2 separate regions of the Mus musculus genome follow, and region 2 is linked to region 1. A link is a contact called in public capture Hi-C data. All regions are on one chromosome and are shown on one strand. Each heading gives the region's core, a stretch centred on a gene start, on an enhancer-like site or on the middle of the called end of the contact. The rest is flanking DNA. Distances are from core to core; before and after follow the strand shown.

Region 1 (2,858 bases), core at 220-2,719:
GAAGATCCATTTATACCAGTGCTCTTCTGGATTTAATATCTTTGAGACCTCATCTGAGTACAGAGTGGCATAATTGATTTAACAGAGAAGTTTATAAAAGGTTTGATATGTTTGGTTTTTCTATGAGTGAGATTGTGAATGAGTGATCTAGGGTTTCTACTTTGGCTGGATTTCTAAATATAAATTTATTGCATGCCTATGGGTTTCAGCTCAAACTTCTACATGGATCATAATATATAGACACAATGCTTTTAACTCTTTGAAGATAAGAATAAACTATATCAGTTAATAAATTGAGCTTTCTTATGCAAGGAATATTCCCTTCCCCCCTTTCTTTCTTTTTCTAAAAATGTCTATGACAATTTCCATGTTCATAATGAATTTTGGTCTTTTTTTCGTCCCTCTTCACTACTCTGTCTCATTCCGCTCCCTCATCAATGGAAACCCTTTTTCTTTCCCATAATTCCTCGTCCTACACTGATTCTAATTTGTGACCTACCAAGTTTAAATGAGGGTTGCTGGCATTAGTAAGTATGGGTGAGAGGTTGTTTGCTGAAACATGGGTAACTTATTACAGACCACACTACTAAAGAAAATAGCACCCATCCTCCTGGCCATTAATTATCAATAAGTTCCTCAGGAAAGGTATCTTCTGAGACCCTTCTCCATTTGCTATGAAACATTGATGGGCCAAACATTGAGCTTATCTTGGGCAAGTAAGCACAGCTCCTGAGACCTTCTGAGGACAATGAGCATGCCTAGTGTCTAGGAGACACACTTCATTGTGTCCCTCTTTGTCCCTCTTACCCTCTTTCTTCCCTGTCTTCTGCAGTGCTTCCTGATCCTTGGAAGGGTTTGATACAGATGTCCTGTTTGGGACTGAGCCTTCATAGCCTCGTTGTCTCGCTACTACAGTTTTCTGGTCAAACCATTTATTGGTCAAAATATATAATACATTCCTTCCTCCTTTAAAAATCATCAATTCAATGAATATAATTATTAGGGAAACAAAAGATAGATATCAATTGGATGTTCTACTTAGAGAGCACTTCCATAATTTTCACTAAAGATAACACAGAACAATAACCAGATGACAGATGTCACTGTGCAATGGTTCCAGCATGTACAAAATGTGAAATGTAATGAGGGGTATATGTTTTGTGTCTTTTTTCTGAGGAGACTGGAACAAACATCTATTCACTCCAGATCAGACAAAGAAGGCAGAGCAAGGGAACAATTCTATCAAGGTCTAGCTTAGCTAACCAGTAGGTTTATTAGGGTTACTTAAAGAAATATGAGTGGAAGGTTACCTTTATGACATGAGTTACTTAAATGCAGATGTATCAATGAAAAGCCCATGCCAGGGTGAACACTATATCCCTGGACCTCCCTGCATGAGACTGAGGCAGGTTGGCTGGTCATTAATATATGATATATTATGAATATGGATAATATATTGAGCAAGAACAAGAGGAAGTGACTCATCTATCTTTTAGCTTTAGAATGAGGAGAGCATTTCCTCTTTTAGGGGATCTCAGCTATTTTCCCTTATGGCCTTCAACTGATTACATGATTTCTACCCATTTGGTGGAGGTAATCAGCTTTACTCAATGTGTGCTGTTTCAAATGCTAATCTTTTGTTAAAAAAATACCTTCACAGCAGCAGCAGCCAGGCTAACCTTTGTTCAAATCACTGGGTCCTTGGGCCCTGGCAAGTTGACTCACAAAATGTAAAAAATTGTTGGGATTCTAGAGATGGCTCAGCAGTTAAGATCACTTGCAGCTCTTTCAGAAGTTATGACTTCAATTCTCAGCATCCAAGCTGTGTAGCTGACAGGTAGGAGAGAATCTTTGCCAGCTACATGTATGATAGAGGATTAATATCAAGATTGTATAAAGAATAAAAACCCAAAGAGTTAAGAGAACAAAAGACCCAGTTAAAAATGAGCTATGTGTCTGAAAAGAGAATTCCAAGTAGAAGAAATAAAAAGGCTAAGAAACTTCTCAAAAGTGTTCATCATCCTCATCAACTAGAAAGTTGCAAGTTAAGAAAACTCTGAGTTTTCACCTCACCCCAGTCAGAATGGCCAAGATCAACAAAATAAGTGCCAAAAGATCCTGGTGCGAGTGTGGGTGAGGGGAACCCTCATTTTTGTTGAGACTGCCAACTGGACCAGATACTCTGGAAATTAGTGTGGAATATTCCCAAAAATCTAAATATAAATTTATCCTATGACCCCAAACTTGATGTCCTGCTCCCCAGATACTTGCTTAGCTATTGTCATAGCCAATCTATTCACAATAGCTAGGGAATAGAAACACCCTAAATTTCCTTTATCTAGCAAATGGGCAATGAAAATATGGCTCATAGAGATAGTGAAATTCTATTGAGCTGCAAAGAAAAAGGAAATGTGTGAATTTGCCAGTTGGTGGATAGAACTAGAAAATTTATGGAACGGGGTAACATGTTAGATAGATAACTGCCATATCTCTCTCATCTTTGGTTTTTAGCTACAGATTTTTGGATGTTGGTATCTACTCTGGAGTAACTGCAGAAATCAGGCAAGTAACAGAGACTGTGGGGTAGAGGAGAAGTGTTAGAGAAGAGAACATCAGGACTCTGGTGATAGGAGAAAGAGGGTGTTAACTCATGAGGGGAGAGGGACATCCACACAGAATTGGAGAGAGGGAAGGGGATACATAACACTAAAGATGTTTGAAGAATCGATATGGAATCACAGTATTTTATATTTAGCTAAAGTTATATGTAATATACACAAGTGTATGTGTATACATATGTATATACTTTAAATGAAGTTACGCCCCTTTGGATGATAGAGCCAAGAGCCTAGATTATC
Region 2 (2,858 bases), core at 207-2,706, 120 kb after region 1:
TCATGGATAACCTTTCAGGAAGAAGATGCTGAGACATAGTGTGGCAGACAGAAACTGGGAATCATTGGGGAAAACTGATGTAATAAAGAGTCTGTAAGGATTATGTCAGAAGACAGGGAGGAGGAATTACGGAGCAAGTGATTCACCTTGTGAGAGGAGTGTGAAAGGCCAGAGGGCAGCAGAGGCCCTGGTGCTTAGATAGTTGGAGAATACTCCCAAAGGAATTCATACATAACTAGTTTTCTTAGTATCCAGTAAATGGGCATGAAGGGTGGAATTATTTAGGATTTGTCCATTCTTATCTTATTTGCTGTACTATCCAGACAAATTCGATATAGGTTACACATTTGCATGACTTTTGATAGTAGAACTCAGGTGGACTTTATTTACTGGGTACTAGGAGAATAGACATGAAAAAATAAGGAATAGAAATATTGAGGCAAAGAAAGAAGAGAATAACCTCTGACTTCAGAGGCACAAAAGTGCCAATTGTTCCAACTTACGGTCCAAATTACTCATGGTAATTAATATCTTCAGTATGGTGTGGGAGCTTTTTTGTTCCACTGTCAGATTCACAAGGGTCATAATATTGCTTCAAGTATCACTTTAGCAAATATCAAAACTACAGTTATTTCTGCTGATGAGTTTATTGGAAATTGTATCTTTAGACACTGCAAACTAAATCTAAAGAAAATGCTAATAATTACTTCAGTATGAAATTTTTTTTCTATCTGTACATACAAAATTTAATCATATTAAAAGATGTGTCTCTTTTTGTTACTACACTAACCATTTCATGGTTTACTATAAAGAATGAAATAAAAAATTATAACAAATCAATGCCAAAATAAATTAGGAGATGAAAGAAAATTGCATGAAAATCAATAATGAAAGCAGCAACTTAAAGCACAAAAGGCAGACTGACTTGATAGTCAAGCGTTTAGGAGAGTGTTGAGGAAGTAACTTTTTAAATATAATCAATTTCATTCTTCGAAAGACAAAATAAAATGCTGGAGATTTCTTCAGAAATAATCCTTGTTTTAGCTTTCTCTACTTTATATTTGTGTATTTCCAAAAGCAGCTGCATCTCCAATTGTGTCATTTTGTGTTTTAAAGTGACATGTGTTTAATATGAAATGTGCACACATCAATTTTCCTTCTGCTTTTGATGTAGTATACAATAATTTTAAATAATCATTAAAAAAGAATATTTTGTGGACATTTTCCTCAAAATGTTCTGTGCACACTCACCATTTTTAGAATGATGAAACTCTTCCTATCTGCTGGGCCCACATTTCAAAATGTGGTGCAGGAGTGTGTACATGGTTTAGTTGCCACATAGTGTGTCAGCTGCACGATATGCTGTCATGACAGAGGGAGGAAGCAGGGTGTGCGTGTGGAGTGGTCCTCCTGCCTGCCCTCATGATTATAGTGTTAGGGAGGAATGCTGGTACAGCAGTTATGATCTGATGTGGCAATGACTGCATGCTCTACTCTTCCTTCCTGGAGTAGGAGTAGAAGCCAAGCCACAGGAAAGAAGTGGCATGACTCTAGTTAATGTTGGCAGCTCAGATCTCATGGTTAAAGAAGTGAGACCTAGGGATATTTGCTGCTGATTATTCTGTACCTTCTGTTTATCCCACACTAATGCTGGGTGCTTCGACAGTGAAAGAGGAAATTGGTAGGCCCTTATTAGGTGATATTTATGTATGGGGAGGACTCATTTCTGCCATAATCTCATAAACAGGAAATTCAGCTAAGCTTTAAGTAAACTCTATCATGAAACTGGGCATCATTATTCAGTCAGCCCTTCAGCACCAATTGACAGAATACCTACTGTAACTCAGTAGCTAGTTTGAGGCTGGGGATCACACCCACTGTTCTTAACATGGGATATTCCTACTGTTGATGCCTTTCCGTCATTCTGTTTGAAGCTCAGAATCACTTTGAAGACCGCCTGATTTTGGTTCAGTTCTCTAAAAAATTAGAACATTGGGACATGTGGTTCAAACAGGAAGTGCCACCATGAGAAAGTAGATGGACAGAAGGTGTCAGAAGGTAGAAATGGAGCAGAATGGGCAAGGAGAGATGCTTTAAAAATTAGTCTTGATGTAGAAACAAACTTAACTGACGCTCAGAGAACTCCAGAGCAGAACTCTGGCATTTGTGCCACGTCAGTACTTAGAAACTGGCCCCGTGCATCCTTACAGCAACAGCTACGGGCCAGGGGCTTTCTGTGGGAATACAGTACTCCCAGGCACCTCTCATTCTCTTTTCTGGGCACATGGCTCCAGCATTTAGTGGGGATTCTGTGAGTGCTGTAAGTCAAGCCATCAGCATACAGACGCTGGTTGAGTATGTCTGTGAGACATCAGCAAGGCCACATTATTCTACGAACTTGGAGGTTAGAATAGGATACACAAAGGATAGCGCATAACCAGAGCCTTGCCACCCAGTGTTGGTTCTCAGACTAACAGTATCTAGTGCAATGGAGATCCATTTCAGTTTGCATTTGCTGCCATGCTGAAACACGGACCAGTGCCATCTTGGGAAGGAAAGAGTTCATTTAGCTTACAGGCTAAAGTAACTCTGACATTAAGGGAACCCAGATTAGAATTTCAAGGCAGGGATCTAGATGTAGGAACTGAAGGAGAAACCATGGTTATTGACTTGTGCACATTTCTTACAAAGTGTAAAGCTACCTGCTTAGTGATAGCACTACGCAGGGGTGGACCAGATCCCCTTGCATTAATTATCAACTAAGAAAATGTCCCTCAGAAATCCCCAAAGTTCACTCAGAAAGCAATTCCTAAGTTGAGTTTCCCTCTCTTTAGCTACATCCATATTTGTGTCAAGTT

Evidence for each region. Capture Hi-C pulls out chosen DNA fragments and counts their contacts.
Region 2: a contact with region 1 is called in a capture Hi-C map of bone marrow-derived macrophages, with 6 times the contacts expected there. The contact joins two enhancer-like sites. A contact is called at or near these places in 1 of 15 datasets of contacts at CTCF or cohesin (pro-B cells), 2 of 484 Hi-C or Micro-C datasets (granulocyte-monocyte progenitors and myeloid progenitors), 1 of 115 datasets of contacts at active chromatin or transcription factors (the HPC-7 cell line) and 2 of 9 other capture datasets (bone marrow-derived macrophages and liver).

Annotation. Positions count from the first base shown.
Region 1 is chr1:107,380,167-107,383,024 of GRCm38.p6, forward strand. Serpinb11 (serine (or cysteine) peptidase inhibitor, clade B (ovalbumin), member 11) reads left to right here. Exons shown (of 8, transcript NM_025867.2): 8 at 1-309. Among named protein-coding and RNA genes, the nearest start is that of Serpinb11, 19 kb to the left of the region's middle. Within about 2 kb of position 1,470, at least 11 of the 459 cell types and tissues checked have an H3K27ac peak or open chromatin away from gene starts, as enhancers often do. A contact at or near this core is called in bone marrow-derived macrophages, where this site is marked.
Region 2 is chr1:107,495,600-107,498,457 of GRCm38.p6, forward strand. No RefSeq gene overlaps it. Among named protein-coding and RNA genes, the nearest start is that of Serpinb2, 14 kb to the right of the region's middle. Within about 2 kb of position 1,457, at least 41 of the 459 cell types and tissues checked have an H3K27ac peak or open chromatin away from gene starts, as enhancers often do. A contact at or near this core is called in bone marrow-derived macrophages, where this site is marked.